7 separate regions of the Mus musculus genome follow, and all the other regions are linked to region 1. A link is a contact called in public HiCAR-type, HiChIP or PLAC-seq and promoter capture Hi-C data. All regions are on one chromosome and are shown on one strand. Each heading gives the region's core, a stretch centred on a gene start, on an enhancer-like site or on the middle of the called end of the contact. The rest is flanking DNA. Distances are from core to core; before and after follow the strand shown. Region 1 holds the start of Gls2 (glutaminase 2 (liver, mitochondrial)). Region 2 holds the start of Pip4k2c (phosphatidylinositol-5-phosphate 4-kinase, type II, gamma). Region 3 holds the start of Dctn2 (dynactin 2). Region 4 holds the start of Inhbc (inhibin beta-C). Region 5 holds the start of Shmt2 (serine hydroxymethyltransferase 2 (mitochondrial)). Region 6 overlaps Lrp1 (low density lipoprotein receptor-related protein 1). Region 7 holds the start of Lrp1 (low density lipoprotein receptor-related protein 1).

Evidence for each region. Promoter capture Hi-C pulls out the DNA fragments that hold promoters and counts their contacts. HiCAR-type assays count read pairs that join an accessible place to other places. HiChIP or PLAC-seq counts read pairs in DNA pulled down with a chosen protein or histone mark.
Region 2: a contact with region 1 is called in an H3K27ac HiChIP or PLAC-seq map of embryonic stem cells, with 3 times the contacts expected there. The contact joins the promoter of Pip4k2c here to the promoter of Gls2 in region 1. A contact is called at or near these places in 3 of 39 promoter capture datasets (the C10 cell line, liver and pre-B cells) and 2 of 115 datasets of contacts at active chromatin or transcription factors (both in embryonic stem cells).
Region 3: a promoter capture Hi-C map of pre-B cells shows a contact between it and region 1, with 5 times the contacts expected there. The contact joins the promoter of Dctn2 here to the promoter of Gls2 in region 1. A contact is called at or near these places in 7 of 39 promoter capture datasets (embryonic stem cells, fetal liver, hippocampal neurons and 4 more) and 1 of 115 datasets of contacts at active chromatin or transcription factors (bone marrow-derived macrophages).
Region 4: a contact with region 1 is called in a promoter capture Hi-C map of liver, with 5 times the contacts expected there. The contact joins the promoter of Inhbc here to the promoter of Gls2 in region 1. A contact is called at or near these places in 8 of 39 promoter capture datasets (cranial neural crest, hematopoietic stem and progenitor cells, hippocampal neurons and 4 more), 1 of 484 Hi-C or Micro-C datasets (liver), 1 of 115 datasets of contacts at active chromatin or transcription factors (embryonic hindbrain) and 1 of 9 other capture datasets (pancreatic islet).
Region 5: a promoter capture Hi-C map of embryonic stem cells shows a contact between it and region 1, with 2.4 times the contacts expected there. The contact joins the promoter of Shmt2 here to the promoter of Gls2 in region 1. A contact is called at or near these places in 13 of 39 promoter capture datasets (the 3T3-L1 cell line, the C10 cell line, cranial neural crest and 7 more), 2 of 484 Hi-C or Micro-C datasets (both in embryonic stem cells), 2 of 115 datasets of contacts at active chromatin or transcription factors (embryonic forebrain and pancreatic cancer cells) and 1 of 9 other capture datasets (liver).
Region 6: a contact with region 1 is called in a promoter capture Hi-C map of stem cell-derived epiblast-like cells, with 2.5 times the contacts expected there. The contact joins the enhancer-like site here to the promoter of Gls2 in region 1. A contact is called at or near these places in 5 of 39 promoter capture datasets (the C10 cell line, hippocampal neurons, liver and 2 more) and 2 of 115 datasets of contacts at active chromatin or transcription factors (forebrain and pancreatic cancer cells).
Region 7: a contact with region 1 is called in a HiCAR-type map of astrocytes, with 2.5 times the contacts expected there. The contact joins the promoter of Lrp1 here to the promoter of Gls2 in region 1. A contact is called at or near these places in 7 of 39 promoter capture datasets (cranial neural crest, frontonasal cranial neural crest, hippocampal neurons and 4 more), 1 of 15 datasets of contacts at CTCF or cohesin (large pre-B cells) and 6 of 115 datasets of contacts at active chromatin or transcription factors (astrocytes, bone marrow-derived macrophages, craniofacial prominence and 3 more).

Annotation. Positions count from the first base shown.
Region 1 is chr10:128,192,182-128,196,320 of GRCm38.p6, forward strand. It overlaps Gls2 (glutaminase 2 (liver, mitochondrial)), which reads left to right and starts at 2,454. Exons shown (of 18, transcript NM_001033264.3): 1 at 2,454-2,726. The coding sequence starts at 2,545.
Region 2 is chr10:127,209,230-127,213,368 of GRCm38.p6, forward strand. It overlaps Pip4k2c (phosphatidylinositol-5-phosphate 4-kinase, type II, gamma), which reads right to left and starts at 2,393. Exons shown (of 10, transcript NM_054097.3): 1 at 2,109-2,393. The coding sequence starts at 2,282.
Region 3 is chr10:127,264,219-127,268,357 of GRCm38.p6, forward strand. Dctn2 (dynactin 2) reads left to right here and starts at 2,044. Exons shown (of 14, transcript NM_027151.2): 1 at 2,044-2,316; 2 at 3,196-3,264. The coding sequence starts at 2,281. It overlaps Gm40800 (a long non-coding RNA gene), which reads left to right and starts at 86. Exons shown (of 2, transcript XR_872171.2): 1 at 86-483; 2 at 1,149-1,526. It also overlaps a transcript of Kif5a not described here.
Region 4 is chr10:127,368,179-127,372,317 of GRCm38.p6, forward strand. Inhbc (inhibin beta-C) reads right to left here and starts at 2,370. Exons shown (of 2, transcript NM_010565.4): 1 at 1,903-2,370. The coding sequence starts at 2,218.
Region 5 is chr10:127,520,541-127,524,679 of GRCm38.p6, forward strand. It overlaps Shmt2 (serine hydroxymethyltransferase 2 (mitochondrial)), which reads right to left and starts at 1,904. Exons shown (of 12, transcript NM_028230.4): 1 at 1,748-1,904; 2 at 378-575. The coding sequence starts at 1,780.
Region 6 is chr10:127,574,121-127,578,259 of GRCm38.p6, forward strand. It overlaps Lrp1 (low density lipoprotein receptor-related protein 1), which reads right to left. Exons shown (of 89, transcript NM_008512.2): 22 at 3,868-4,068; 23 at 2,690-2,935; 24 at 2,320-2,517; 25 at 1,164-1,368; 26 at 834-998; 27 at 147-391. Among named protein-coding and RNA genes, the nearest start is that of Gm16217, 20 kb to the right of the region's middle. Within about 2 kb of position 2,386, at least 44 of the 459 cell types and tissues checked have an H3K27ac peak or open chromatin away from gene starts, as enhancers often do. A contact at or near this core is called in liver, pancreatic cancer cells and stem cell-derived epiblast-like cells, where this site is marked.
Region 7 is chr10:127,618,726-127,622,864 of GRCm38.p6, forward strand. It overlaps Lrp1 (low density lipoprotein receptor-related protein 1), which reads right to left and starts at 2,423. Exons shown (of 89, transcript NM_008512.2): 1 at 1,893-2,423. The coding sequence starts at 1,962.

The sequences.
Region 1 (4,139 bases), core at 1,204-3,703:
CCTTTGGAAGAGTAGTCGGGTGCTCTTACCCACTGAGCCATCTCACCAGCCCCAAGAATTATTTATTTAATGTATGTAAGTACACTGTCTCTTCTTCAGACACACCAGAAGAGGGCATCAGATCCCATTACAGATGGTTGTGAGCCACCATGTGGTTGCTGGGAATTGAACTCAGGACCTCTGAAAGAGCAGCCATCTCTCCAGCCCCCAGAGGTAGTTTTCCTCCAGTTGTTAATTCAGTTGTTAATTTTGGAGGAGAAAGCTTGTAATCAGAGATTTCTGTCTAATTTCTGGCTCTGGGTTATCTTATGCAAGTAGTCTTAACTTTCTTTTAAATAAAAGCTTAAAAAAAACCCACACATTTAAAAAAAAAACATGCATACATTTATCGGGGGCTGGAGATATGGTTCAGTGGTTAAGAACACAGATTGCTCTTCCGAAGGTCCTGAGTTCAAATCCCAGCAACCACATGGGGGCTCACAACATCTGTAATGAGATCTGACACCCTTTTCTAGAGTGTTTAAAGACAGCTAGTGTACCTATATATAATAAGTAAATATAATGTATATAATAATAATAAATAAGTAAGTAAATAAATCTTTAAAAAAACCAGCTGGGCGTGGTGGCACATGCCTTTAATCCCAGCACTTGAGAGGCAGAGGCAGGCAGATTTCTGAGTTGGAGGCCAGCCTGGTCTACAAAGTGAGTTCCAGGACAGCCAGGGCTATTCAGAGAAACCCTGTCTCGAAAAAAAAAAATCTTTAAAAAAACATAACAAACAAAAACCCCCACATTTATCTAAGTGTGTGGGGGGGTTTCATGAGAACCATTGTCTGAGTAATTATCAGGTTTGGGAACAAGAGCCTTTACCCAGTGAAGTGTCTTGGTTCCAATTTGGTTTCCTCTTTTCAAAACAAACCTAGTAACTGCTTCTTTGGCCACTGCTAGGGGAAAATAAACTAACTGGTTGGCATAGCATACACATGCAATAATAGTTGTTAATATAATTCCTGCTAAGTCAAAGTGCTGTGAGGGCTGAGGTCAGGTGAGTGAAAGCTTTCGAAGCCCACGCTGGCCTTGGACTCTTTCAGATGACGTTGAACTACTGACCCACTTGTCTCCACATCCCTGGCGCTGGGACTCCAGGAATGCTGACCACCACATTTTTAATTCTCCTAAATTTTGTGCATTTTCTCCACTACAAACCAAGACCACACCTTTAATCCCAACACTCTGGAGCCTAAAGTAGGTGGATCTGAGAGTTTGAGGTCAGGCTGGTCTAGCTCGTAAGTTCTAAGAGATACGGAGAGGCCAGGTCTTAAAACTAAAAACAATTGGGGGAGCACGTATATGTTTTGTGTTTCTTTGCTTTTTTGTCGTGTGTGTGTGTGTGTTTGTGTGTGTGTGCACGCGCACCGGCATGCGTGTGGTGTTGCACACCCCTGCAATTCTAGCACTTGAGAAGTTGAGGTAGAAGGTTGGCCACGAATTCAAGGCCAACACGGGCTACAAACTGAGTACTACGGCAACAAGGGCTATATCTCAAAGCCCTGTTTCTAAAACAACAATAAAAAAAGATTTCAGCCGGCCCAGCACTTGGGAAGCAGAGGCAGGCGGATTTCTGAGTTCGAGGCCAGGCTGGCCTACAAAGTGAGTTCCAGGACAGCCAGGGCTATACAGAGAAACCCTGTCTGGGGGGGGTGGGGGGGGGGAAGATTTTGAGTTCACTGGCTTATTTTAATACGTGAACTTTAGAGAAAGAGAACTTTAGAGAGAGACTATAAGTCCTCCGCAGCCACCAAATGACCTAAGAACCTGGGCTCCATGACGCCTAGCAATGAAGCGCGGCGGGCTGCTTCTGGACCGTCTTTCTGTCCACTCAGCGCCAGCGCGCATCCGTGATTGGGGTGTTTGCAGCCCGCACCGCCTGCCTGTAAGTGTGCACTGGCCACCCCTGGCCTTCGAACATGGAAGGTCACTACGTGGCTCCCGCATCCCGCTCGCTCTCATCTCTCTTTGAAAGTGTGGCGTTTTCATCTGCACCAGAGCACTCCGTCGTCCCCAGCCCTGGCGCGTTTCCACGAACTCCGACTGCGCAGAGGCCGATCCTCTCCCCGCCAAAGCTCTGACGCGCGCCGGTGTCCCGACTGTCCCAGCCTCCCGCGCCTTTCCCCGCCTCCCAGCGTTCCTCCTCCTCAGTGATTGGACGCGGTTCCTGTCCCTTTTGACTCCAGACCACGCCCCCTCCCCACCCAGCCGCCTCCAGCTTCTCCTCAATCGAACCCGTGGCGCTCCTGGCTGGAGGCTGTGAGGGGACTATGGGTGTACCTGCGGGATCCGAGTCGTCCCGGACTGGCCCCTCCCCGGACCCCAACCACTCCCACCGGGCCGGTCCTTCCCCCCCCCACCCCCCCCCCGCAGGCTCCACTGGCCCCAGGACTGCTCCCGGGCTCCTAGTCTCGCCCGCCACTCTTCCGCCCCTCCCTCCTCGCCGCCGCTCGCACGTCTGGAGCGCCCGGGCCGAGCGGGTGGCGCGCCGGGGGCATGCGCTCCATGAGGGCTCTGCAGAACGCGCTGAGCCGCGCGGGCAGCCACGGTCGGCGGGGAGGCTGGGGTCATCCGAGCCGGGGCCCGCTTCTGGGCAGGGGCGTCCGGTACTACCTCGGTGAGGCCGCAGCGCAGGGCAGGGGGACGCCGCACAGCCACCAGCCGCAGCACTCGGATCAGTAAGGCTCGCGGGACAGGGGCAGGGGACAGGCTGGCTCCCACTCCCACTGTCGTTCTCGCTAGCTCCCTGGGAGTCCCCTTCCCCAGAGAGCGAGCGCATCTCATCTCCTCTCCGCGCTCACTAGCCTGCGATGCCTTTTCCTTTAGATGTGGGGCTTTGGGTCCGCCGCGCTCGGGCGGTCAGGTGCTGTCCGCCGCGCTCGGGCGGTCAGGTGCTGTCCGCCCGGGAGGGCGTTTGGGCAGGTCGGTCTTCGAGATGATGCCTGTCCAAGGTGCGTACTTATTTGGGAACGCAGATGGGCGCGGAGTGTTGCTTGGTGCACGTGTCTGAGTGCAGGGCCGAGTGCACACCTGCCCATCCCCAGCCTCTCTTCTCTGGTCCCAGTATTTTAGGGAATTTTGTGGATATCGAACAGCTTCCTGCCCCAGGTCCAAGTGCGCTTGGGTCTGACTGTGTGGGGTTTCTTGTCTCTGCCTGTCGTCAGTGGGTAATGTGCGGTGTGCGTCATTGCTGATGCGCACGTAGGTGCGTATGTGTCCGGAGTGTTTTTGTAGCAGAGCTTAACCGTGGAATATCTTATATGCTGGCAAAACACTGATAATCAAGTTTCCAACTTGGTTTTGGAATGCGTTGATTATTCATAAATGAGAAAATTGTGAGACAGTTCCTAAACCAGTCAGCTATTGCGTTGCTCTGCCTCTCTAAATTGAAGTGTTTTTCCCCTTTGGGGCCATCTTCAACCCAGGAAGTCGACCCCCCCCCCCCCAGCATACATTGCCCAGGAATGCTTAGTAGCTGGGCTTTCTCTCCAGCCCCAAGAGGAGTGTTTTCAAAGCATGAAATTTGTTATCCTCAGACATCCAGCTGGACGTTGTCCTGGTAGCTCCTGCCTCATTATGGCAGTATAGGAAATGGACCGTTTTTTCCCTATCATATCAGCTTAGTGATATTTAGAAACATATGCACACCATAATTAAATGAACCAGACTGACACAGCAAACTACCTCAACACCAATAAATATGGTTGGGTAAGCAAATACCATTTGCTTATCCGTTCCCTTGTAAGACCTTTGGGGTGAGGAGCCAGAGGCATCCCTGAGTCCTCCTTACGCATCACAATTCACTGCAGTATGTGACAGAATTGTGTTGTTGTTTGTTTTTTCAAGACAGGCTTTCTCTGTGTAGCCCTGGCTGTCCTGGAACTCACTCTGTAACCCAGGCTGGCCTCAAACTCAGAGATCCATCTGCCTCCACCTCCCCAGTGCTGGGATTAAAGTCATATGGCACTACTACCTGGATGTGACTGAATATTTGTAGGAGACCTAGTTTTTTGTGGCTGCTTGTGTTCCAGGGAACTAATTGGTAAAGGTCTTAAACCTTGGCTCCCTTTGGAAGGTAAAGGAGGTTGGCA
Region 2 (4,139 bases), core at 1,143-3,642, 980 kb before region 1:
GAGAAATTCTAGAAAAAAAAAAAAAAAGAAAGAAAGAAAGGAAGAAAGGAAGGAAGGAAGAAAAGGAAAGGACAGAACCCCAAGACAGCTACATGCTTTGTTAGGGGAAAGAAAATGTATTTTTAAGGTGTAGAGAGTTAGTGGGACTCTGAGGGGCTGACAACAATGCAGAATGCAATGCCCCTACACTCTGGGTAGCGCCATACAGAAAGGACACTTCCAGATCACTCTGACCCAGTTCTCAGCAGTAGGTGCCACCTGCCTAGGCGAAGGTGGAGGGAGAAGGGCTGATCTCTGAGAAGATGAACACGTTAGGCGTCTGCTCCCCGGGTGCAGTTCAGTCGACAGCAGGAAGGATGCAGGTGGGATGCAGGAGGCATAAGCTCCCTGCGTCTCCAAACCTTGCAGCCCACTCACTCAGGGGAGACTCTTATCCGTCCTTTCTCATCTGTGTTACTACAACCCCTGTCCCCCGCTCGCGCCTCTAACAGTACATCTGCACAAAACTTTAATCCCCAGCTTATATTAAGTCCCTCTCCCTAGCTTTGGGCTCTGCAAGGGCAAGGCCCCGTCTAATCGGCACCTTGCAGGTTCAGCTAGTCTAGTGCCTGGCACACAGTGGTCCTGAACCGCTTATTAAGTGAATAGACAATGCCTGTCCTCATTTTCTCACTTGACAAAGGTTGCAGTCTAACCTAAATCCCACATGCCACAGTGCACGCAACTGCTCTTGTCCTCGGTAGGAAAGAGGACAGAACATATTCCTTCAGAAAGAAAAGAAAAAGAAAAAGCTACTTGAGAGTCCCAGCCTAAAATTCAGCTTTTCCTGCCTGCTCCTTACCACCTGCTAAGCACGCTGAATCATCGCTAAGACATATGTTCAAGGAGTTTCTCTGTTCTAAATCTTGAGGTTCATGTGTGCTGGCTGGAAAGCGAGGTGTTGATGGTATTTTGCCTAAAGAGCGTGAGGTAGGTCTTACGGGAAAACCCTCCCCTGTATGTACATGTTCCACGGGGATGGGTAAGTCACCTGGAAGGTACTAGGGCAGCCTTATCTCCACTAGTCTTACCCACAGCAAATGCCTTAAATGGAATCCTCGCTAAAGATAATACCCCTGAGAGCAGCCAAGGCAGAAGGGAGCTAACTGACCGCCAGCGATGTTCCAATCAGAACATAACAATGTGGCCTCTTCCTCGCCCCCTCACACCTCCACAACACATCATGTCTACAACCCAAAGAAGTGGTAATCAAAATAGTCCCTGTCAAGCTCAAGATAACTGCATGCTTCCTACTCCCGACCTAAGTAAGGAGAAAACCAGCCATGCCTCACTAGCCTTGGTTCCTCCACGATATCCTCAGGACAGGAGGTGCACTGGGCCCATCGGTCTCAGTTGCACTGTTCCGAGCCCCTTCTGGCACCTAAAGTCCACCAATAACGTCCTTGCCACCACGGCTCCTCAACCTTTCCCTGGTTACAGGTGACTCCATTTATAGCAAACACCATCACTCCAGCCAACAATGGGGACACAGCTAAGCCCAAAGACATATATTAGCATTTCGACCTCAGAGAGGGCATCCCTAGGGTAGAGTGGGGTAACTTCTCTGAAACGCTGAATCTCTGGAAAGGGCATGCAGGGTTAGAAGGTCCAAAAAGCCTAGAGGCATTCCCAGAAAAAGCCAAGGTTCGAAAGTCAAGGGCTGGGGCTCAAAAGCAAGGTGGAGAGGAAATCAAACTACTTCTCTGGCCAGGCAGTAGTACCCAGACACGCTTCACGCACTGTCGCACCCAGACCTCACCAATAACCCTTCAGAGCCACTCCCCTTAATGTCCCTCTGGCTGCAGCCGGATCCTGGCCAGTCCCTGTAGCCTGGGGCTGGACCTGACAGGAAGGAGTCAAGGAACAGAGCTGGATATCAGGTGAAGATGGAACTCTAGGGGAGGAGTAAAGGGGAAGGGGACAGACAAGAGTCTCCACCAGAAGCCACCCCGGGGGACACCGGGGAATGGTGCGCTGGGAACCAGGCCGGGCGGGGGAGAGGCGGCAGCGCGAGGACCCGGATGATCCTCGGGCCAAGGGGCAGGAGCCGGGGTCCCGCCGGTTCTTACCGAGTGAGCGACGCCCCACAGGAACACGCCCACCAGCGGGTCCGCGGCCCGGAACACCTTCACTTTCTGCTGTACGAAATGCTTCTTCTTGGTTTTGGAGGCGAAGCCGAATCCCGGGCCGGGGCCTCCAGCTGCCGCGGGTGCGGTGGCGGGAGGGACGGAGGAGGACGCCATAGTCTCCCGCGCACCCGAGCGAGTGGAAGCGGGAGCTAGCCGCGACTCCGAAGCCCGACCCGGAAGCGGTGCTCACCTGCGCAGCCGTCATGTGACCGGAGGCCCGCCCTCAGGCGCGCGAGCGGGGCGGGGCGGGGCCGGCGGGGATGGCTCCACCCCCTCGGCTGCCGGGCGGTCACCTGGCTCGGGTTGCACTCACAAGGATGCGGGGTTGGCGCTGTGCAGGGCGGCGCTTCTGTCGCTTCCGGTTCTGTCCAGTTTCTAGTGGATGAGCTCTGTCCGTAGGCGAACGTTCTGTTTGAGACCGGTCTCCTTGCTTAGTCCAGGCTGGCTTCAAACTTGCTATCCCCTGCCTCATTCTCGGTATAAAGTTTGGGTATTACGGAAGTGAGGATTGGTCCTCCATGAAGTTGGGGTTGCAGACTCCATGAAGTTGGGGTTGCAGACATGACAAATTTAAATATATACATTTAATTGTTCTATGTATATAGGTGTTTGGCTGGCACGATGTAAGTTCAGTGCCCCGGAGGCCAGAGGAGGGCGTCGGATCCTCCGAACTGAAGTTGTGGGAGCTGGGTGTCAAGTATGGTCCTCTGGAAGAGCTAATGCTCTTTTTTTTTTTTTTTTAAAGATTTATTTATTTATTTACTATATGTAAGTACACTGTAGCTGTCTTCAGACACTCCAGAAGAGGGCATCAGATTTCGTTACAGATGGTTGTGAGCCACCATGCGGTTGCTGGGATTTGAACTCAGGACCTTTGGAAGAGCAGTCGGCGCTCTTAACCACTGAGCCCTCCCTCCCTCCCTTCCTCCTCCTCCTCCTCCTCCTCCTCCTCCTCCTCCTCCTCCTCCTCCTCCTCCTTCTTCTTCTTCTTCTTCTTCTCTCTCTCTCTCTCTCTCTCTCTCTCTCTCTCTTTGTTTTTTGGGTGTTTGTTTGTTTGTTTGTTTGTTTTGTTTTGAGACAGGGTTTCTCTGTATAGCCCTGGCTGTCCTGGAACTCACTTTGTAGACCAGGCTGGCCTCGAACTCAGAAATCTGCCTGCCTTTGCCTGTCAAGTGCTGGGATTAAAGGCATGTGCCACCACTGCCCGGCTAAGTCATGTCTTCATCTTCTGGAAATATGAAATTTTAGGTCATGGCCCCAAGTTGATTTTTTTTTTTAATTCGTTCATTAATTCATCTAGTCAACAGGTATTTACTGAGAACATAATTGGAAGCCACTACCATTTTGGGGCTGATTCTCCTCTGGTTGAAGCAAAGGAAAAATTCTACCCTAGAGGAATTAAAAGTCTAAAGACGCAGACTAGCCAAGGAGAAGGCTGCAGTATTAAGAGATAAGGACATGCCGGGCAGTGGTGGTGCATGCCTTTAGTCCAGCACTCTAGGAGGCAGAGGGAAGCAGATCTCTAAGTTCCAGACCAATCTGGTCTACAGAGCAAGTTCCAGGACAGCCGGGGTTACACAAAGAAACCTTGTCTGGGAAAACCAAAATAAATAAATGAAAAGGTAAATTCAGAGCAAGATGTTGAAAGGCTTCCTAGGGAAAGAGCAGTATACAAAGATGAAGACCAAAAGGAAGACAGAAGACATAAAGACATAAGGCTAGAGACGGGACATGGGCACAGGAGACCCTCTTTGCTTTACACTGCTAGAATGTTTATTCTGACATTCCGGTGGATGACGAACATTGCCAAAATCCGTATACTGATGGTGAGCTAACCCAGTGAAGATGAAATGGCATCTACAGGCACAAGGTTTGAGGCCGGAAGTGTCCCTCAGTGCTACAGTGTTTGGCTAGCATGTGCAAGACCTGGGCTCATTCCCAGGTTCCACAATAAATAAAGAAGCACATGAC
Region 3 (4,139 bases), core at 794-3,293, 930 kb before region 1:
ACAGAGAGCTCCGATGCAGGGCTTGAGGTTCCAGCCAAGGGGAAGATGGGGTGATGGGAGAAATCAGAAGGGAGGGGGTGGAGGCCTTGGCTCAGAAACTGGCCAGTGTCTAGGGTCAGTTAGTTACTAAGGGGGAAGGATGAGAGGGCAGTGGCCTAGACAAACAAGCCCTAACCGGCCAGATACCAGCTGAGCTGGGCCTTCACTAGTCACACTCCTTGACTCTTAAGGGAACCAACAGAAAGAAGCCCAATACATGACCTGGAGATCATGGTGACAGAGGCCGAGGCTTGGGCAGAAGCCAGGAATGAGAATGGCGAGTTCCTAATTCAGGAACGCTACCCTCGGTCGTTTGGCACTGTTTCTGAAGGTTGCAGCATCTTGCAAGCTCAGGAAATATACCAACGTCCAGCCTCTAGAGACAAGAAGGTGGCATCCTTAGTGACTTCAAAATGACAGTCCATCGAGGCAAGAATTCAGTGGGTATGTGTGCCCACACATGCCCCCAACAAGGTTTTTATACAGCTGCAACAGTTCATCCTCTATTTTCGGTTATTTTAATTTTTGAGATGGGACCTGGCCGGGGGGGTGGGGGGTGGGGGGTCCTTACACAGGCTAGCCTGTTCCTGTATTCCTACCCAGGCTACCAAGTGCTAGGAATATATGTGGACAGCACTGTGTCTGGCTTGAGGACTTCCTTTTGTCCTGAGTGTACCTTTTTATTTCTCTAGTAGCACGTAGTAGGTTTTCTATTTGTCTCTCACCTCCCATCCCAGCCCCAACCCCCTTCCTCCTTCTCCTCTTCTGTTCTTGTTTTGAGACAGCTGGAGCTACATAGAGATTCTGGGACTCACTAGACCAGGCATGTGCCACCACACCCAGCCTTTCCTTCTGTTTTAAAAATGGGTCAGTGAGATGGCTCAGCAGGTGAAGGGGCTTGCCACACGACTGAGTTTGATCTGCAGGACCCCCATGGTGGGGAGAGAAAGCAGATGCATAACAGCTGTCCTCTGATCTCCACGTTCCTGTGTGCGCGCACACACACCACACACACAAAGAAACAAATTAAATTAAATAATTGGGGTTTCTATTGTCATGCATTGATGTGGCAAAGTAAGAGGATTAACCATACTGTATCTCTCCTCCAGAAAGATTGGTTGCTGACTGGACACAAAGCTACTATATGTAAGGTCCTGAGTTCAATCCCCAGCACTGAAAAGTGAGTTCCAAGCCACCCTGAACTACAGTTTGAGACCTGTGTCAAATTCCTTCCTCCTAATTTCTGGGGAACTATTAATGAAATTGATGACCGTCATGGAGAGTTCAGTCAGACTGTGAGCCAGCGCTTTTTCATTTAAGATGTCCAGACTTTTGAAGAAAAAAAGAAGAAGAAATAGCACCCTCAGACGAACTTGGGTTTCAGATTATTATATGCATATCAGAAATATAAGAAGCATGCTTATACTAACAATTGTTAGTTGTTGACCTGAAATTAACTTCAATAAAAAATTGTTATTATTTATTTATTTTATGTGTATGGGTGTTTTGTCTGCATGTATGTCAGTGTACCACGTGTGTGTCTGGTGCCCTCAGAGGCCAGAAGAGGGCACCTGGTACTGGAATTATAAATGGCTGTGAGCCACTATCTGGATGCTGGGGATAGAACCCAGGTCCTCTACAAGAGGACTGTGCTCTTAACCCCTGGGACATCTTTCCAGCTCCTGAAATTAAAATTTAACTAGGGTCCCTCTATTTTGTCCAGAAGCCCTAACCTGAAAAGACGGCCTCATTTTTCTATTCTTTAAATGTTTACTAAATCTTGCTATTGTTTACAACGTGGCGAGCTGTGTGGTTTCATGTAACCAATCTCTAGGTTTTCTAAAGCAGGAATTATGAAACTCCTTTCATAGACTATTAAGAACGAAAGGAGATAACTGTATGCAATAGCTCCCTAACGTTGTTATTGTCGCTTCCAGCCCAAGCCCCAGAAGACCGGGACTACATATCCCACAATGCTAGGCGGCGTCTCCTCGCCATTACCTCATTCCCTGTCGCTCTCACCAATCCCAGCCTGTCCAGGGGTGTGGTAGCCGGCTGTCCTCGCGACTTTTGCTGTCCCCCGCCTCCTGCCGGCCTGCTCCTGTCGCGAGACTTCCTGCTCCTCCGCCGCTCCCCTTATCGTCGCCTTTGCTGGGGACCCGGACCCAGCCTCTCCCCCACTCGGTCACCAGCCCCGGCTCCTCCGAGGCCTCGGTCCCCCAGCCCCGCCTCGCCGCCGCCATGGCGGACCCTAAATACGCCGATCTCCCCGGCATTGTGAGTACAGGGCCGGGCCCGGCTCCCCAGACCGCGCCCCCGACCTCCCGAGGACCCCCAACAGAAGCCAGCCCGCGACCCCTCCCGCTGGCAGCCCCCTAGCCCCAAGGGTCCCCGCCGCTCGCCCTTCGACGGCCGCAGCACCTTCTGGACTCCAGACCCGACTGGGCCGGGCCGTTGGACCGCGTCGGGCCCTTTTTCTGGCAGTAGCCGGTTTCTCCGCCCAGAAATCGCCTCCGGGCGCTTACCACTTGAGCCCGAATGTCTGTACCGTCCATGTCAACAGTGCCCTTGTCGCCCCAAATTTCCCGATTGCCCGCCCCCGCACCCTGACTCCAGCCGAACTCACCAGGCCACTTGGTGGCCTTCATCTTGCCAGGGAAGAGGTTACTGTTGCAGAAACCTTGTGCCAGTGGGGAGCTCTGTGCATTGCGAGCACCTGTGTGCTTGCTCCTCATGCACAAGCCGGCATGTACCCTCCGTTGATGCTGTCCTCTCTGCATTCTCAGGGTTGGGGGCGGGGGGTTGGCACACCGGACCTTGAGAACTAAGGTCCTGAGTCACTCTCAACCCTTGTACAGTGATGTGCAGGGCCTAACTCAAGAAACCCTCACCAGATTAGGACAAGATAATTACCAAGGACTGGCCTCTCAGCCATGTTCAGGGTAGCATCTTTCTTTCACTATGGACGTTTTATCCCAGATCCCAGTTTGTACCTGTGGTCATCCCACTGGATGAAACGGACATAGAGTTGACAGGGGAGGTGGAGGGCGGAATCCTTGAATGACAGTCAGGTTTTGCAATGCCTTGTTCAAAGGAAATGGGATAAGGGATGAATGCTGGGTAATGAGTCTGGGTGGTCACCGCTTCTCCCTGCAGGCCAGGAATGAGCCAGACGTTTATGAAACCAGCGACCTACCTGAGGATGATCAAGCAGAGTTTGATGCGGTAAGACTGTGTGCTACCTCAGGATCCCTCTGGACTCTGACCTTTCTCCCCAGATGCAGGTCCTTTTCCTTCTCTGGCAAGCCACAACAATAAGTGGGTATGCCAACCCCAGCCTGGGTGGTGTGGAGGTCTCAGGGCTTTCAAAGGCCTTGCCCAGCAGCTGGCAGCCACCAATGAACAATGCCAGAAAGGAGAGTCGAGCCAGTGAGATTACAACTAACAAGACCTGTAAAACCCAAGTCTTATTAAATACAATTGAGATATCTCAAAGCAGTTACATTCTGGACTAGTGATTAGTTAGGCCCCAGGGTCTAATCTGTGCATTGAATTATAAAGCTTGAACATAGTAAATCGTTTAAGGTTGGAGTAGACATTTTTTTTTAAAGATTTATTTTGTTTATATGAGTACACTGTAGCTGTCTTCAGACACACTAGAAGAGAGCATCAGATTCTATTTCAGATGGTTGTGAGCCACCATGTGGTTGCTGGGAATTAAACTCAGGACCTCTGAAAGAGCAGCCAGATGCTCTTAACTGCTGAGCCATCTCTCCAGTCCGACCTTTTTTATTTTATAAGATATTTCACTCATTAAATTAAGTTCTCATTAGTATTTAGCAAGAACTTGAATTTGAACTGTAGCAGCCATTAGGGAAGGTGGAAGCAAATGACTTGGAAATGTCAGAAAACCACACGCGTGGTCAGACCAAGATCATTTTGGGGAATAACATAAATACTGTAATCAGCCGAGAAAAGACGATAGTAATATATTAAGCCTGCTCTGTGTGCTCTAAGGAGTCGGGGGCGGGGCACACACTTTAACCAGGAATTTATTGCAGAGGAAGAGATGCCCTAAAGGAGCCCTTTTACATGACTGT
Region 4 (4,139 bases), core at 1,120-3,619, 820 kb before region 1:
TGCAGTGATTTCTCTACTATAAATCCTATGGGGTCCAATGTCAAGGTTCTAATGCGGCATACGTGAACCCAGGTATGTCCACCACCAGCTGTCCTAAGTCCCACTAGCCTCTGATTTAGGTGAGGAGACCCAGAACCTGATGCTAATGGTCTAATGGCTGGGAAAGTGACATAGAGGAATCCAGAGGGGGTGACTGTATTTTGTGTATTGCTATTTTGGCTGACCCCGGGGAACGCATCTCCTGGTTTGCATGGTTTTACCCAGTTCCACCCCATCCTGATTCTGGACTTAGCCCTTAGTGACATGCTTTGTCAATGCCACAAAGGTAAACAAAGCATATATAGAAGCTGGACAATCATTTACCCTGAAATCTGCTCTCTTGGAGTCCAGCCACCATGTTTTAATGAAGGTTGGGCTGGAATGGTCAGAGGTTTTGTGGGAAAAGGCTGCTATGAATTATTATTTATTTACTTGCTTATTTATTTGCTTGTGGCCCCTCAAAATTCCCTTGTTGAAGCTGAGCACGTGTCTGTAATCCCAGTGTTTGGGATGCTAAGGCAGGAAGATTGTGTTTGGCCAGTCAGAGCCAAACTTGGGCTATGTAAGGAGACCCTGTGTCAAAAAAAGAAAAAAAAATCATGTTGAAATCAGAATCCCAAAGCGACAGTATCAGGAGGTGTTGCCCGTAAAAGGACACTAGGTAATGAGGGTGGAGTGCTGGAGAGGGGATCCCTGTCCTGTTAAAAGACACTTCAGAGAGTTCCCTTGTGTCTCTCTGCCACGGAAGATGCAGAGGGAAGAGAGTCTTCCTGGACAGGAGCTGAGCCCTCTCTATTTCCTGCTCCTTCCTAGTTCTTGCCATTCTAAAGACTTTATATTATATATTAACCCATTTAAGTCTCTAAGCTATCCTCTCATTATCCTCATTTACGAGTGAGAAAACTGGCTATTAACTACCCAGGTCACTCAGCTAATAAGTGGCTCTGAAAGAATGGGAGCCCAGGCTCGATGGCTGCATAATTTGTGCTGGGTCGTGAGGGGGAAGAAAGTAGGTGCCAATCAGTCAGGGGAAAGCGGCTAGGAGCATGGTGTGGCGCGTGGCACCGTCTTCCAGACCAGAGAGCGAGTGAGCTTGCAATAGCTTTTAAGTCTTCTAAGTTCTCATCTTCTCTCCAGCTCTCTCCGCTATGGAAGTAATTCTTTCTTTATCTTTTATCCGTTGTTTGTTTGTTTTCTAGACAGAATTTCTGTGTGTGGCCTTGGCTGTCCTGGAACTTGCTCTATAGATCAGGCTAGCCTTGAACTCAGAGACCCCCACCTACCTCTGCCTCCCCAGTTGAGTTCTGGCATTAAAGGTGTGCGCCACCACCTCCCAGCTGTAGGCCTGAATTTCTTTACCCTTATCTTTCACACCTCTTTCTGAGTTTTTATTTGACATTGTCTGATGTGAGGACCTGAGGTGCGGAGAGATGTTATAATCTTGGTGTCTTACTTTTTCTCTCTTTACAGACATGGGGTATTCTCGAGGAAGAGGAGGTGATTGATAGATCCTGGAGTCAGAGAAATCACAAACTGCCCAGTAATCGACCCTTGGCCTGGGGACTGGGCAGGCTCACACAGGGAGGGTTATAGATTGGGGGGGGGGGGGGCGAGAAAGAGGAGGGAAGGAGAGAGAGAGAGAGAGAGAGATTTCTAAAGAAGTGAAACCAACAGCTCCCAGCTCCCACCAAGTGAACCTGACCTAACTTAGAGAACCTGAGGCGTAGGAGCCCCCGGGTGCGCAGGCGCAGAGTGTGCAAGCAGGATGTTTTTGGCGAGGATGAAGTCAGAAGCTAACTAGGGAGGAGACTTTCTCCTTCCTAGGGTCAGGTTTGGGGCCAGAGCTACGGACCATGGACCTACCTGTGTCAGCAAAGCTGATGATCTCATATTCTTCTTGTCTCTGGTCATGCTCCAACAGGGTTTCCCGTCGAGGCCCGCGGAGGCGCTGCAGCGCGGTCTTGAGAGCCCCTCTGGACACTGGCCGACTGAGTATGGGGCGCTGGCTGAGGTGCAGCTTGTCCAGGATACTTTTCTTGGCCAAATCGAGAAGCAGCTCCCGCTGGCTCTCCAGGTCAAAGATGGCACCCCAACATGCTGGGCATGGACCCTCAGTTTTGGGGTTCACTACTGTGGTTGGAGTCAGGAACAGAAGAGCCAGGAGCAAGGAGGAGGCCATTGCTGGAGGATAGCCTCCTTAAAGGACCCAAAGCCTATATTCAGGGTCTCAACGGGAGTGGCTTCAACTCTGTCCTGGGCACCAGGGACCCTGGGAGGAATGTGACTGACCTCCGACTGGCATGACTCCTTTTTGTCAGAGATACAGCGGCCAAACATCTGGCGTGAAAAATGAAGCCAGTTCAGGTGGAACTTGGCAGTATTCTCCTGTAGCCAGTGAAAGTACAGAGGGGGTTGTGTGGATTGTTTGAAGAAAGAAATGTCTGCCTCTTGCTTCTGTTGGGAGATTGTTAGCCAAATGAGCTGCCAGACCAGGGGACAAAGGTTAGAGCCTTGCTGTGAAGCCTGGGGGAAAAGTGTTGTGAGCAGCGGTTACTTCAGGGGCTAAGGCTGGATAATCACCAGAAGTCAGGACTTAACAGTCTCAAAAAGAAAAAAAAAATTGTGACTTTTTGTGTGTGCATGGTGTGTGGTTGAGTCAGATTTGCACTCAGCTTGGGTTTACTTTGATCTTGCTATATAGTGGAGGTTGGTTTTGAACTTCTGCATCTGCTTCTCAAATCTGGTCTCACAGGCATGGACTACCGTGTCCAGTTAAGAGGCTGACTTCTTTGTTGTTGCTTGCTTGTTTGTTTTTGAGACTGGATCTCATGGTGTAGCCCTGACTGGCCTGGAACTGGCTATGTAGACCCTCCTAGTCTTGAACTCACAGAGATCTACCTGTGTCTGTCTTGTAAGTGCTGAGAATAAAAGTATATGTCACCACACCTGCTTAAATGGTGACTCTTAAAAAAAAAAAAAAAAAAAAAAGAGGCACTTTAAAGTTTCCTCTTCCTCGCTTCTCCTCCCCACTCCTCCTTCCCCTCCTCCTCCACTTCTCTTTTTCTTTTTCTTTCCTTTTCTTTTCTTTTCTTTTCTTTTCTTTTTTTTGAGACAGGGTTTCCCTATGTATCCCTGGAATTAACTCTATAGACCAGGCCACCTCTGCTTCCCAACTGCTCGGATTTTCCTCCTTAGGGCTTTCAGCCCAACCTTCTTTGTTAGTTCAGGTTGGATTCTGCCCACTAAGTCACAGTTACCATCTGAAAGTTAAGGAAAGGGGAGAGAAAAAGAAATGTCCAAACCAGATGTTCTTAGTGTGTCCCGTCAGAAACATAGGTGGGCGTGTGAGAACTGTTGAGAAAACAATAGGTTTGCAAGCATGTCAGTTTCTTTGGTTGCAATTTACCAAATGATTCTAGTTTCCCCAGATAGCCTGCAAGGCTGTTGGTGATCAACAGTCCTCTTTGCAGAGCCTTATTGAATACAGAGGCCAAGAGCTGACATGGATACAAAGAGTCACCGTGGGTGGTTACATGTTAATAACTCAGCTGGAGAGCTGCTGGAGACTAGGAGAGCCTCTGGGCTGAGCTAGAAGACACAGGATTGCAGGAAAGGGAGAGGACTATCTCTCAATAGATGGAGAGATGGAAATATGGGCCAATGGACGTCTGTACAAGCGGGAACTGTGCTGAGCTGACGTTGTGGGGGATATTCAGGAGTTCTCTGACTATTGGTCCCTTGATGGTGACAAGTTATCTAGACCATCCACCACAGTGTTAGTGTCTGTGTTAGTGACTGTGTAAAGCTCCAACCCTTCTCCCTTAGTGTACTATGGTCACCCAGTTCATGACCCTGATCTTCCGTCTTTCCTTCCTCCCTCCCTCCCTCCCTTTCTTTGTTTTAAAAGATTTACTTATTGTTGTATGTAAGTACACGGTAGCTGTTTTCAGACACCCCAGAAGAGGGCATCCAATCTCATTACAGGTGGTTGTGAGCCAACATATGGTTGCTGGGATTTGAACTCAGAACCTTTGGAAGAACAGTCAGTGTGCTTAACCACTGAGCCATCTCTCCAGCCTGGGCCTGACCTTTCTAATTAA
Region 5 (4,139 bases), core at 654-3,153, 670 kb before region 1:
TGTTCCTCGCCAGACATGGGGCGGGACCAGAAGCAACATTCTCAGAAACTCGGCTGCCATGACGGGTGGCCCCAGTAGGGCCGCCTGTCCACTCAACCCGTGCTTCCAGGTTCCTCTTTCTTCTGACGAGAGAAGGAGGTTAAGGAAGAGATGAGGACGCTACATGGCTCTAGAAGCTTCCCAATGCTCAAGCCCCATAAACTGGTCCTGCCTTATGCTTCAGAGGACAGTATAGAGAAGAGGGAAAAGGCCCAGGAAAAAGCTCTTTTGAATCTGACAGGGAGGCGTGGAGAAGTCACTACCGTGACCGCAGGTGACGTGGTGTTCCCTGCGCGCACCGTAGCTCGCGCTCTTTGACCCATATCCTCACGTCCTACCTCTGAGGCGATGAGCTCCAGGCCGCGACACTGTCTGTCCTTCTCCCTCTGCAGAAGCTCCCACATCTCAGGGTCACTGTCTGATAAACTCTCCTGGCCCGTCCAACCTCCAGCTGCTTCCCCAGCCTGCGTCTGGGCCACCTTGCTGTGCTGGGCCCGGGCAGCCATGCAGACCAGCTGACCACATCTCTGCAGAGGCTCAGGGCAGAAAGGCCAGGGTTAATTAAAAATTGTCCAGATCTCTTCTCCCAGCTGCCCTCAGTCATGGGTACAGATCGAGCCCTCTGGCTAAGTACGCAGCCTGGTCCGGCCAGCAGTCAGTGCTCTCTACCCCCACTTTCATCTTGAATAGCAAGTTCTAGAGTCAAAGGTTCAGATCATTATCCAAAGGGCAGTTTTGGTCAACTCTAACACAACGCATCCCTAATCACCCTGAGTGACTCTGCAAAGTCACAGAGCAAAGCTTGTGCCCCAGAAGCCCATGTCCCTCCAATTCAGGTGAGAGACACTGCGATTCCAGAGTCTCCCCACACACAGGAACAAAATGACCATCCTAAGGTCCTGGCTGCTCTTGTGGGGGACAGCGGTTCATCTTCCAGCACCCACAAAACAGCTAACAACCATCTGTAACTCCAGTTCCAAGAGATCTGATGCCCTCCTCTGACCTCTGTGGGTACCCAGGCATGCACGCAGTGCACACACAGTGCAGTTAAAATATTCATAAACATAAGAGGTGGACTTCCTGCAGGGCCTCCGGACATGAATACCTCCATGAGAGAAGATACCAAGCTAACAGGGCTTAACACCAGAGGCTTTTAAAGGGTGGTTTCCAGAGCAACCTTTAAAAAGTAGGAGGATAGACTTTTAAGCAGTTCTTGGAAAGAGTTGTGTACTGGCGGGAGTTGGGGTAGGCTGAAGGTGTTTGCCCAAAATCTTAATTTTATCTCACACTCACAGACACACACACACAGCACCTCGCTACCTCCTTCCTGCCCACACAGCAGCAGGACCCTTGCGTGATGAAAGTACTGAGGCTCGGTTGCATCATCTCCATAGCTCAGAGCTGGCGGGAAAAATTCAACTAGCGCATCGAAGCCGGGAACCCCACTTGTTTGCTAGGATATTGTTAACACAGCGTCTGCGGACCTTTACCTTAAGAGTCGTGTCAACTGGGTGACTACAAGACCCTACCTAGGTCGTCTGATCGCCAGAACTAGGGGCCCAGCCACCGCACATGTGCTGTCTCAGGGATTTCCTGGTTAAGCATCTGTTCCCCGAGGCCCCAGAACACGTGCAGCAAGGAGCCAGGAGAACCCCACTTTGGGTGGGCCTTTCCACTGATCATCCAGTAAACAGAACCCTGTTCTTACCCGAGTGGTCCGAAGCAAAGAGAAGGATACCATCGCTACAGGAGGCACAGGAGGACTAGCCACTAACTCTGTATCGGTGTAGTACCGGGGTCGAAAACCAGCTGCTCTTAGAACGCGTGCGCGAGAAAATTGCCCCCGTGAAGTTCGAGTGAAAGAGGCGTTCCCTGCGCATGCGCAGTACTGGGTTTTTTTAAAAAATTGCCTTCTGGGAATTGTAGTTTTTTACTTTGCTCTTTCCCATCTATACAAGTCCCGGTATGGAGAGCTTTGCCTGAAAAGTTCTTAGACTTAAAGCTCCTCCATGTCCTTTCTTGAAGCTCTTCAGAGTTTCTGTTTTGTTTTTCCTTCCGGTTTTCCAGGCAAGCGCTTTTTGGTTTGTTTGTTTGTTTGTTTATTTTCGTGTGGTTTATGCCTACCAAGCATATCTAGCATATGGTTCTCAGGGAGATTTAAAACATATTTAGAAGATAAATACACACAGTGAAAGCAGATATAGTTTGAAAGGGTAAAAGACTCAAATCCTTGCTTTAGGATTACAACACAAAGTCCTCCGTTTCTTCCAATGTTAAACCATGACATTGTCATTCCAGTACTAGGGAAGTGGAGACAGAGAGATTGAAAGGTCAAGGCTAGTAGCCTCAGCTACATGTGAAGTTAGAGGACAGTGGACCTCAGATGAGCCTGTCACACTTTGCCCACTCCAACACAAAGAGCTTGTAGAAGGGATTAAATGAAACTTCGCATTCGGACGCTGGCTCCGGTGGGTTGTCCTCTTCCCCTGACTCACAGCCTGCCTCCTCTGTGTCTATCCAGCTGTCAGGTGAGAGCAGAGTAGCCATCCCTCCTCTTCTCACACGGTTTGCATTCGTTTCTTATTTACATCTCCCTTACTCCCCAGCAGTCGCCCACTTCTTTTTTTGTTTTTGTTTTTTTTGGGGGGGGGGTTGTTTTGTTTTGTGTTTTGTTTTTTTGTTTTTGTTTTTGTTTTTTGTTTTTGTTTTTTGAGACAGGGTTTCTCTGTGTAGCCCTGGCTATCCTGGAACTCACTCTGTAGACTAGGCTGGCCTCGGACTCAGAAATCTGCTGGCCTCTGCCTCCTGAGTGCTGGGATTAAAGGCGTGCGCCACCACCGCTTGAGGACATCTTCTTAAGGCCTCTGCTCAGAGACACACAACCAAACCTCTTGGGGATTCCAGGAAGCAGTGGTTTTGAGAACCATTGGCCTCTGATAGCCATTTTATACCTTTACTCATTCAGTAGACATTTAGCCATGCCTTAGCCCTGGAGACACAAGGGGCTCACTAATAGTGACCCAGACAACACGAAACACTTCACTTTGTTCTCTTATACCCAGATAAGAGGGAGGGAGGGAGGGAGGGAGGGAGGGAGGGAGGGAGGGAGGGGGGGAAGGGGGGAAGGGAGGGGGGAGGGATGGATGGAGGGAAGGAGGGAGACAGAGACAGAGACATAGCCCTGTGAGTCAGGTTTTGGTGGTGGTTTTTGGGTTCAGTTTTTTTGGGGGGAGGTGGGGTGGAGTTGTTTTTTGGTTTTTGGAGACAGGGTTCCACTGTATATCACTAGCTGTCTTGGAACTCTCTGTGTAGACCAGGCTGGCTCAAACTCACAGAGCTCTGCCTGCCTCTGCCTCCCCAGTGCTGGGACTGAAGGGGTGTGCCACCACTGTGCTCACTGTGAGGTCTTTGTTCTGTTTCCTTTTCAGTGCTAGAGATAGAATCTAGGGGCTTATGTATGTATGCTGAGTGTTTTGTTTGTTTAAAAGACTTATTTACTTCTTTTATGTATAAGAGTACAATCTTGCTGTCTCCAGGCACACTAGAAAAGGGCATCAGATCTCATTACAGATGGTTGTGAGCCACCATGTGGCTGCTGGGAATTGAACTCAGGACCTTTGGAAGAGCAGTCAGTGCTCTTAACCGCTGAGCCATCATATCTCCAGCTGTTTTATTGAGGAGTTGCAAGTGAGGAGACTGAGGCCCAAGTCCACTGATTTCAGCCACTTTAAGCATTTCTACCTGGATCTCACAGAAGGCCTGAATGTCTCTTGATGCTAATGTATTTCTCATGACAGCCTGGCTTCTCTCAACAGGCCCTGAATGAGGCAATCACTGGGTTCTTCCTCCCATCTTCCTTCTCTCACACCACTGGCTCCTTATCCTTCCCACATGTGTTTGATTATTGAACCTAGGGCCTTGTGCATGCAAGAGCTACATCCCCAACTCCAGATGTTTGTGACCGGGTGGGGTCAGATCCATCTCTTACCCAGAGTCTGAATGAGCTGTAGGCAATCCTGTGGAGGACACTGCCCTCTTCTTTTCCCCGTGGGCACCTTTACCAGGGACTCCAATGAAGTCAGGCTTAAGAGGAAGAGACT
Region 6 (4,139 bases), core at 1,136-3,635, 620 kb before region 1:
AGCAAGAGCATCCTGGGATGTGTTGATCCCTCCCTGGCCCTTCTCACCCAGGTCTCATCCCCTCCTCACACCCCATTATCCCAGCACCTCCCCCACGCCCATCCAAGGGCTGGTGGCTCCTCTTCAGTCGCCTGAAGGCCCCTTACCCATGGGCTGCCGGGAAGGGTGATACACCTGCAGGTCGAAGGGCTGGGTGTTGGTCCTCTGTACCACGGTGACGTTGTGGCCAGTCCACTTGTTGGCCTTAGCCAGTGTATTTGTTCGCCAGTCGGTCCAGTACACCTCCCCACCGTACAGTGTCACGGCAAATGGGTGTGACAGGAACTCGTGTCCCCGAAGCACCTCCATGTGGCCGGAGCCGTCATACCGGGCTGAATAGATGGCATCTGACCTGAGGGTGTAATGGAGGGGTCAGTGGGGGTCTCAGCAAGGTGCCCTGCCAGGTGCCCACCTTCCCTCATCCTCACAACTCAACACACCAGGGAACTCCCCTTCCCAAGTCCTGCCTGGGACTGAAGAGAGAAAGCAAGGTTGCATGGGTTGGGATCCTAGCCTTATGCCCTCCCCAAGGGAATCTTCTAGATTTCCTTCCCAGGGCTACAGTTGGCGTTTGGAGCTCCAGGGTGAGTTAGGAAAAGGCACCTTCTCTTTGCCCTGGGCAGGCAGAGCCCTCAGCAGAGGACACGGGGTATGAGAAGAGCGGAGGGTAGATGGATGACTGCAGGTTACAACCCTGCTCCTTCTCATCTGTCAGTTCCCCTCCCCCCATCCTCCTCTTGGCTTCATCTTTCTTCATGCTGGTCCTGTCCCTCCCCTGCCCGGATGCTGCTGACCTAGCATCAATCCAGAGGATGCGCTTCTCCAGGTAATCCACGGTGAGCCCGTTGGGCCAGCCCCCAGAGCCTGTCTCCCGGTGGATGGTTCGGCGGCCAGCCCCACTCATGGACGCAGCCTCGATTCGTGGCAGGCTGGCATCCCAGTCTGTCCAAAACAGAATCCTAGGGAGGGAGGGAGGAAGGGAGGAGGGCCAAAGATGGGGTGGTCACACAACAGATAAGCTGGGGGAGTCAACAGTACCAAGAAGACAGGTGTCCCTGGCCAGGCTGAACACAGAGCTACGGAGCGGGGGTGGGTAGGGGGTGGGGGTGGGGCAGAGTCCTTACCCATCCCGAGGGTCCAGAGCGATGGCCCTCGGGTGCTCAATGTCACCCGCCAGCAGAGTGGTTCGGAGGGTTCCGTCCAGCTTGGCCACTTCGATCTGGTCCAGGTTGCTCTCCACCCAGTAGATGTTGCCTGCAATCCAATCTACAGCCAGGCCCTCTGGTGTGGCCAAGCCATACTGAATCACCACCTCAAAGCTGGTCAGGGCTAGGAAGAGAAGGTTGCAGGTGGTTAGAGACTCCTGGGCCGGGGCTTGGCGAAGGCATGGATCTCAGGGTCCCTCAATGATCCACCTTCACCCTGACACCTCTGCCCAGAGAGCTGAAGGGCCTGGCTCCCACTCTCCTCTCCCAGGCCTCTTTCCTCCTGGGAGGTAGGTGGGAAAGGGGGCTCTTGGAGGAGGGGGTGAGGTCAGCCACTTTGAGTATGTACTGTTCTGAGGTGGGGTAACCTGGGCAAGGAGGTCAGGGCTGATGGAAGCTTCTGGGAACATGTTTGGACATACTATAAGGATGATGGAACGTGCTAGAAACTACCCATTGAATGTCCTGAAGACACTCTACACTAATGTGTCCGTGTGTCTTATTATTTTAGAAACTGTCATGTGACGACAGCTCAGTTTACGTAACTATTCTCCTGAGGACGGACATTTGAGATGTTTCCAAGTTTCTTTTATAATAAACAACACAAACTCCTCTATTAAAACATGTCTCTTGCTTGCCTCTGCTCAGGGACCCTCCCTGACACACAACTTAAAACTATCTGTCTTGATCACTGCTGTATCCAGCGCAATAGATGCTTAATACTGAGCCTGTGTAGCTCAGGCTACCCCGAGACAGAGGTGGTCCATCCCTACATGGCATTTTCCTTCTAAGCCCAAAATTCCAAGACTGGGGAACCAGGCTTCAGGCCGTTCCAAAGAAAGGGTGATCATTTTGTTAATTATCAGGCAGCAGCAATGCTTACGATAATTACGGGGCATCAGGCTCTGAGACCCACAGCAAAATCCAACCCAATTAACTGGGGGAGGGGGGGCACACGGGGGATGGGCAGCCGAAGCCTCAGCTCCGGGGCCACCTGAATCTGGGCCCGTGACCCTGAGTACCCAAGTGCCATCTGTGTACAATCCTGGCAACTCTCCCAGGCCCAAAGAGTCACCTCCGTTGTCCAGGAGTTTCCCACGGTAGATCTTGTCCTCTACCACGTCGGTCCAGTAGAGGGCACTCTGGCTGAGGTGGAAGTCCAGGGCAATAGTGTTGCGCAGGCCAGGCACTAGGACGCTGTAGTCCCCCTTGTGAAGGTCAATGCGCCTGATCTCGTGGCGGTTGGAGAAGATGATGAACGGTTTGAAGGGATCTGGAGGGAGGCAAGTGTTCAGGTCAGCGAAGGGCTTAGAGCCACTCACTGTGCCACCCTGTCCTGGGATATACATACAGCGTCCCTGCTAGCCCTGGCCTTCAGCCCACTGTAGCTCAGGCGCGTGACCAGGCCTGCTTGGCTGGCTCACCTTGACCCCACTGCGTCTTACCCAGACTGCGGCAGCTTTCCCCGTCAGGCTCCAAGACCCAGCCCTCGTAGCAGGAGCACTTCACACTGAACTTGTTCTGGTCACACTTCTGGCTGCATTTGAGGTGCTTGGCACAGTAGCTCTGGATCTGGCAGGTGTGGTTGTCAGAGCCCAGCTCCATGCCCAGAGGGCAAGAGCACACGATGCCTTCACCAGGGGCCACTGAGCAGTTGTGACTACAGCCACCATTATTCAGAGAACACTGGTCTGGGGGACAGGAAAGAGATAGGGTCAAGATCTGGGAGGAAGCAGGACATGGCCCTGCCAGGCCTTCACATTTTTTTTTATCCTGTTCTGAGCCCCGGAGCCCTAACCACAGCTCAGCCCTGCTGAGCCTCTGTCTCCTTCCCAGTCTCTCTTAGGATCAGGATTGGGACACTAGAACCTGACACCCAGGACCATCATCCTTTTTCCTTACCCCTGTGTGCTCTCGATGCCCTCACGTCGATGGCTGGGACCTGGGCATTTTGCCTCCTCTTTGGGAGGATACTCAGGTCAAGGCCCTTTCTTTGATCCCTCCCGATTCACGTGTGACACAGGGCAGGGTGCAGAGGGGAATGCCCTGACCTTCCCAACACGCCCCACGGTGGCAATTTCTGGGCCAGCCTCAGATGGCTGTACCCTTCACTCCTCTTTCCCAGAAGTCAGATGACTTGTTTGTTCTGGGACGGTGTGGTTTGCTCAGATCTCCTCGACCCTCCTCACTCATTCTGCACACGTTGCCCATTTCCGGGAACCCAGTTAAATTCCCTCCTCCAGAAGTCAGCTCAAATCATGCCTCAACCCTGTGCCTCACCCCCAGCCTGGCCTCCCTTTTCAGTGGTCTGACTGAGGGTGTCTGACCCAGGTCAGGAGTCTTAACGGCTCCCTCCCTGCCCTGCCTTCAGAGTGGGATGGCCCTGGATTAGTTTATTTAAGGGCTCTGTGCTTCTTCTTCCTCAGTTGGTGGCAGACAGTGGCTGTCTACCTGGGCCACTTTGTAAAGTAATTGTTACAGGAGTTGTCACCTCAGGCAGGGCCAAGGCAAGTCCTAGGTCAGTGCCTCCTCTGCCCCAGATCATTTCCTATAGTCCTACCCTGGACAAGACCTCCCCTCTCCCCACTGCTGGGCAACCCCAGGCCCTGCATGGGCGCCTCACCACAGAGCTCGCCCTCATCCGAGCCGTCTCCACAGTCATCCTTGCCGTCGCACAGCTTGTCAGGAGGCAGGCAGACAGAGGTGTTGTTGGCGCAGGGATGGGAGGGTGGCCTGCAGGCCAGGGCCTCACAGTTCTCCTCGTCGGAGTTATCTTCACAGTCGCTGTCGCCATCACACACCCACGCCTTGCTGATGCACCGGGCTGAGGGACCAGGATGGGGACAGAATGAGGAACCAGGCCTGGAGAGTGGAACTCACTGTGCCCTGCCCAGA
Region 7 (4,139 bases), core at 1,173-3,672, 570 kb before region 1:
TATTTCTTGCCAGAGATGGAACAGGGGGCATCCCGTGCACTAGGACAAATACCCTACCACTGACCTTTATCCCAGCCCTGAGAAACTGTGTGCAGAGCTGAAATGAACTGGAGACTTAGAGGTACGCGGCTAGAGACAGTTAAGGGGAACGTGTCAGAGTTCCTCATTCAATGACCACCTATCAACTTAGCCCAGCATTTAGGGTCTTGGGGGTTCTGCTTCCCAGGACCCAGCACTGAATGAGCCACACATCTCCACGGGCATCTTTCCCTTCTACCTGATTCCATCCACCCTCCTCCACAGGGCTTCTGGCAGGTCCATTTCTTGCTTAATACATTTTCTTCCCAAAGCTCTTTGCCTCAGTTTCCCTTCTTCTCCCATCCCAGCTCTGAGACCAAGAAGAAAGCACGGGATGACGTTAGATGTGAAGGACAGAGGGTGGCTGCACAGGCTTGCCTGACAGGGCAAAGTCTCTTTCCTCATCGCAGGCAGAAAATTAGGGGTGGCAGCTAGACAAGACAGTCCCCGACATGACATGACTGAAGGCCACTGAGTAAACTGTTTTCCTGGGCACAGCTGCCTCCTGACCCTCTTGTCCTCCTCCCACAACTGAAACAAGTTAGAGACAGGGGTGGGGGAGGATACATAATCTAGTTTCAGAGAAAAACTTTCCCAATCCCGGCCTGGCAAGCTCTTGAAGGCAGAGGAGGGCTGTAAGATGCTACGAAGCTGTTGTCCTCAGTGAGAGGCAAACCTGACAGGAAGTCACAAAATCTCACCCCTTCTCAAGTTAGGGACCCAGCCCAATTCAACCCCATGACCCCAGCGTGAAGCCTGGGCAAGTCTTGAACTGGGGACTCATGGAAGAGGAAAAACAGCTGACAGAAATAGGGACGAGGGGCATGCAATTCCCCCAAAACAACACAGCAGCCCAAACCTAACTAATATACAAAGTGTATGTATGAAGTGAGACAGGGCTGGGCTTTACACATTTACTAAATGAGCAGGATTGGGGGCATGGTCATAACCCCCATCCCAACCTCCAACTCTCCTTCCAACCCAAACTGTGATCAAGCCTGAAATCGGGGAGACAGAGCTTCCTCTGAACCCCTCCCCAGCGTTCCAGACCATTCTCCAGTCTCTTCCAGAATGATGACATCTGACGTTTTTCCTCTCATCTTAAAGCTCCCAGGAATTAAGAAGGGAAAGCCAGCCATAAGCGTCACCAGACCCCTCCATCCCTCAACCGGGCTCCTGACTGAGGCCCTCAGCGGGGAGCTGCTCACTTCGGAACCCAGGCAGGCAGCCCAGGATTCTGGACCCGGGCCTCCATGCCTGGGATGCAGGGCTCATTCCACACCCAAACAGGGGGCCCTGCCTATCCCCACCCACAGCTTTCTCGGCCTGCCTGCCCTTTGGCCAGCAGGGCACCCCTAGCCGGCTTTGCCTTCCAGCCTTCAGAGTCCACTGCAAAAGGCCCTCCGCCCCCTTTTGCAGCGGTACACAGCAAATCCGGATTCCTTCACAATTCAGATGGGGGTGGGGGGGCGGGAGGGTGGAGGATGTAGGGGAGGCAGAGGCCCTCCCGTACCAGAGATAGGAAGAGAAGGCCTCTTAATCCCAAGATCAGAAAAAGGGGGAGCCCTCTTTTCCTACCCAGGCCTCTGGTCTTTGTCTGAGCTGGGGGGCCCTGGAAGCATCATTTGTCCCAGGCTCCCATCCCCCAAATCAGACCCCATCCCCGCCCCCAGTCAGGCCTCTGCTGTGTCAGCTGGACTGGGATAACAAAAGGCACCCCCTCCCGCGTCTCCCTTCCCCATCCAGACGCAGGAGTGGGGGTTGGGGAGGGGGAGCCCCCAGGGGTCCATGGGGGCCGCCGGAATCTCACTCACCATCCATAGTGGCCCCGGAGACCAGAGCTGAAAGCAGCGGCAGCAGCAGCAGCAACGGCGGGGTCAGCATGGTGTGGGCCGATGCAAACAGCAGCCCCCACCCTCTGGTCCTGTTACTTCTTGTCCTCGCCCCCCCCAATTGGGGGGTCCCCCTTTATCTTCCTCTCCCCGACTCTTCTATTCTTATCCTTTCCTTAAGCAAAGCGAACCAGGGGCATAGGTGAAATGGTACAGTTCCGAGCCCCCTGGGAAGGGCCTGCTGACGCGGGTGCGCCCCCTGCCCCCAAATTCGAACCCTTCACCCCTGCTTTACTCCTCGCTCCTCTCCCCCTCCCAGGGCGAAGCTCACAGCCCCATCTCGGAGCCGCCTCTGGCTGCAAAAATGCACAATTGGGAGGAGGCGGGGTGGGGGGTGGGGGGCGTGGACCCGATGGGGGTGCCTTGGTAGGGGCCTGATGGAGCACTAGGGGCTCCCCCGTTTCCGCCTCCTCAGTGCACTGGCCTGGAGCTCGCACCGCTGCTCCCCTGACTGAAGTGCCGCGGGGGGGGGGGGTGGGGGGGAGGAGGGAGGGGGGTGTTCAGAGGGGAGAGGGAGGGGACAGGGAGAGGAGGGAAGGAGGGAAGGGGCGGGGAAAGAAAAAAAGAGGTGGGGGGGGGGGGAGAAAGAGCTACGCGGCAATCCTGACAGTGCGCATGCGCTGATTTGGCGCGCTGCCCTGGGGAGGGGGAGTCGGAGGCGCTACAAGCTTTGGAGTTCTGGGAAGCGGTCCGAGAGTGGGAGTCCCCGGGCACCCTGTCCTCTAACTGCGTCTACCTCATCCCAGCGCTCCCTAGAGCCGGTAGAGCCAAGGGTGGGAATGGGGTAAGGGGCAAGGAGAGCTGCGCTCTAGTGCCTCTTTAAAACTCTATGTCACACCCCAGGATTTCAGATCCCCTCAGTGGGGTCCCGAGCCGCTGTCTAGGCGGAGGCCTGATTTCCTTGGGGAAACCCAGACAGTGCCTCCCTAGCCTAGGGTGGGGGCAGGGGTGGCCGGTCCGCCGGGAAGGTGCGGGAAAGGCTGAGCTTTGATTTGGAGACTTTGTAAGAACCGGTCTGGGATTGGGGCCTGCGTCCTCAGGAGGCGGAGTGAAGGAGTGGCCACATGGACCCGCCCCCACCTCGCTCCAGGGCTCAGAGTAAACAGGGACACCCGCGGGGACACGCTGCAGCTTGTCGGCCCGCCTTGGGCTCAGGGATGGAGCCCACCTTAGTACCCGCCCAGCCCTGCTCGCCTGGCACGGGGCGCAGGAGAGGCAGGCTCTGGTTTGGAGAGAGGTGACTCACCAGAGGGTGGGGTTGGGGTAGAGCCATCCCCTTTCGCCCTGAGAGGTCAGGCTCGATTTTTTTTTTGTTTGTTTGTTTTGTTTTTGATACCTTCTGACTGGCCTCCCACCAAGTCAGGGTTTCAGATGCCAAACTACAGGGAGTTGGAATGAAGGACTCCAGAGCTCCGCTACCAGACACCAGTCCTAGGGGGCTGTGTGCTGAGTGCCGGACCTTTGTCCCCAGTCTCAGTCGGTTTGGGAACGGTACTCTGGAGTCCAGAAAGCATCGGGCGGTTCCTAGGGCCGGCGAACGTGCTTCCGGCCACTGCCCTCTTGTGGGCGACGTTTGAAGACTGTAACCCTTAGTGTCTGACTTTCTCTGTGACCTGAAGTGAAAGTTCTGGAAAGCTCAGCAGGCGACATCCCTGGCTAGAGATGAACTTTAAAGACCAGGGACCAGTACACTAACTCCACAGGAGTGACCCCCACACACACTCCAGCCTGTCACTGGCAGAAAATAGACTTGTCCATTAATGACTGAGAGCCTTTCTTCAATGAGAGCTTATGCGGCTCACGGACAGGCTAACTGTATAGTCTCCCAGGCTGGACTCTCAGGATCCATCTTTCCTCCGTCCAGTTTCCAGCCTGTGCTCAAGTAGAGGCCTGATGTCTTTCTTCCTTTTGAAATATACTGAAGGTTTCCTCCTCCTCCTCTTCCTTCTCCTCCTCCTCTTCTTCTTCCTCTTCTTCCTCCTCCTCCTGTTCCTCCTCCTCCTGTTCCTCCTCCTCCTCCTTTTTTTTTTTTTTTTTTTTTTTCTAGCACAGGGTTTCTCTCAGCAGGGGTGGTCTGTTATTCTTTTATCCAGCTTCCATGGCCTAATACAGTGCCAGGCCCAGGCATGGAGTCACTAAATATTTTTAGTGGATGCTCACAGGCTTCTG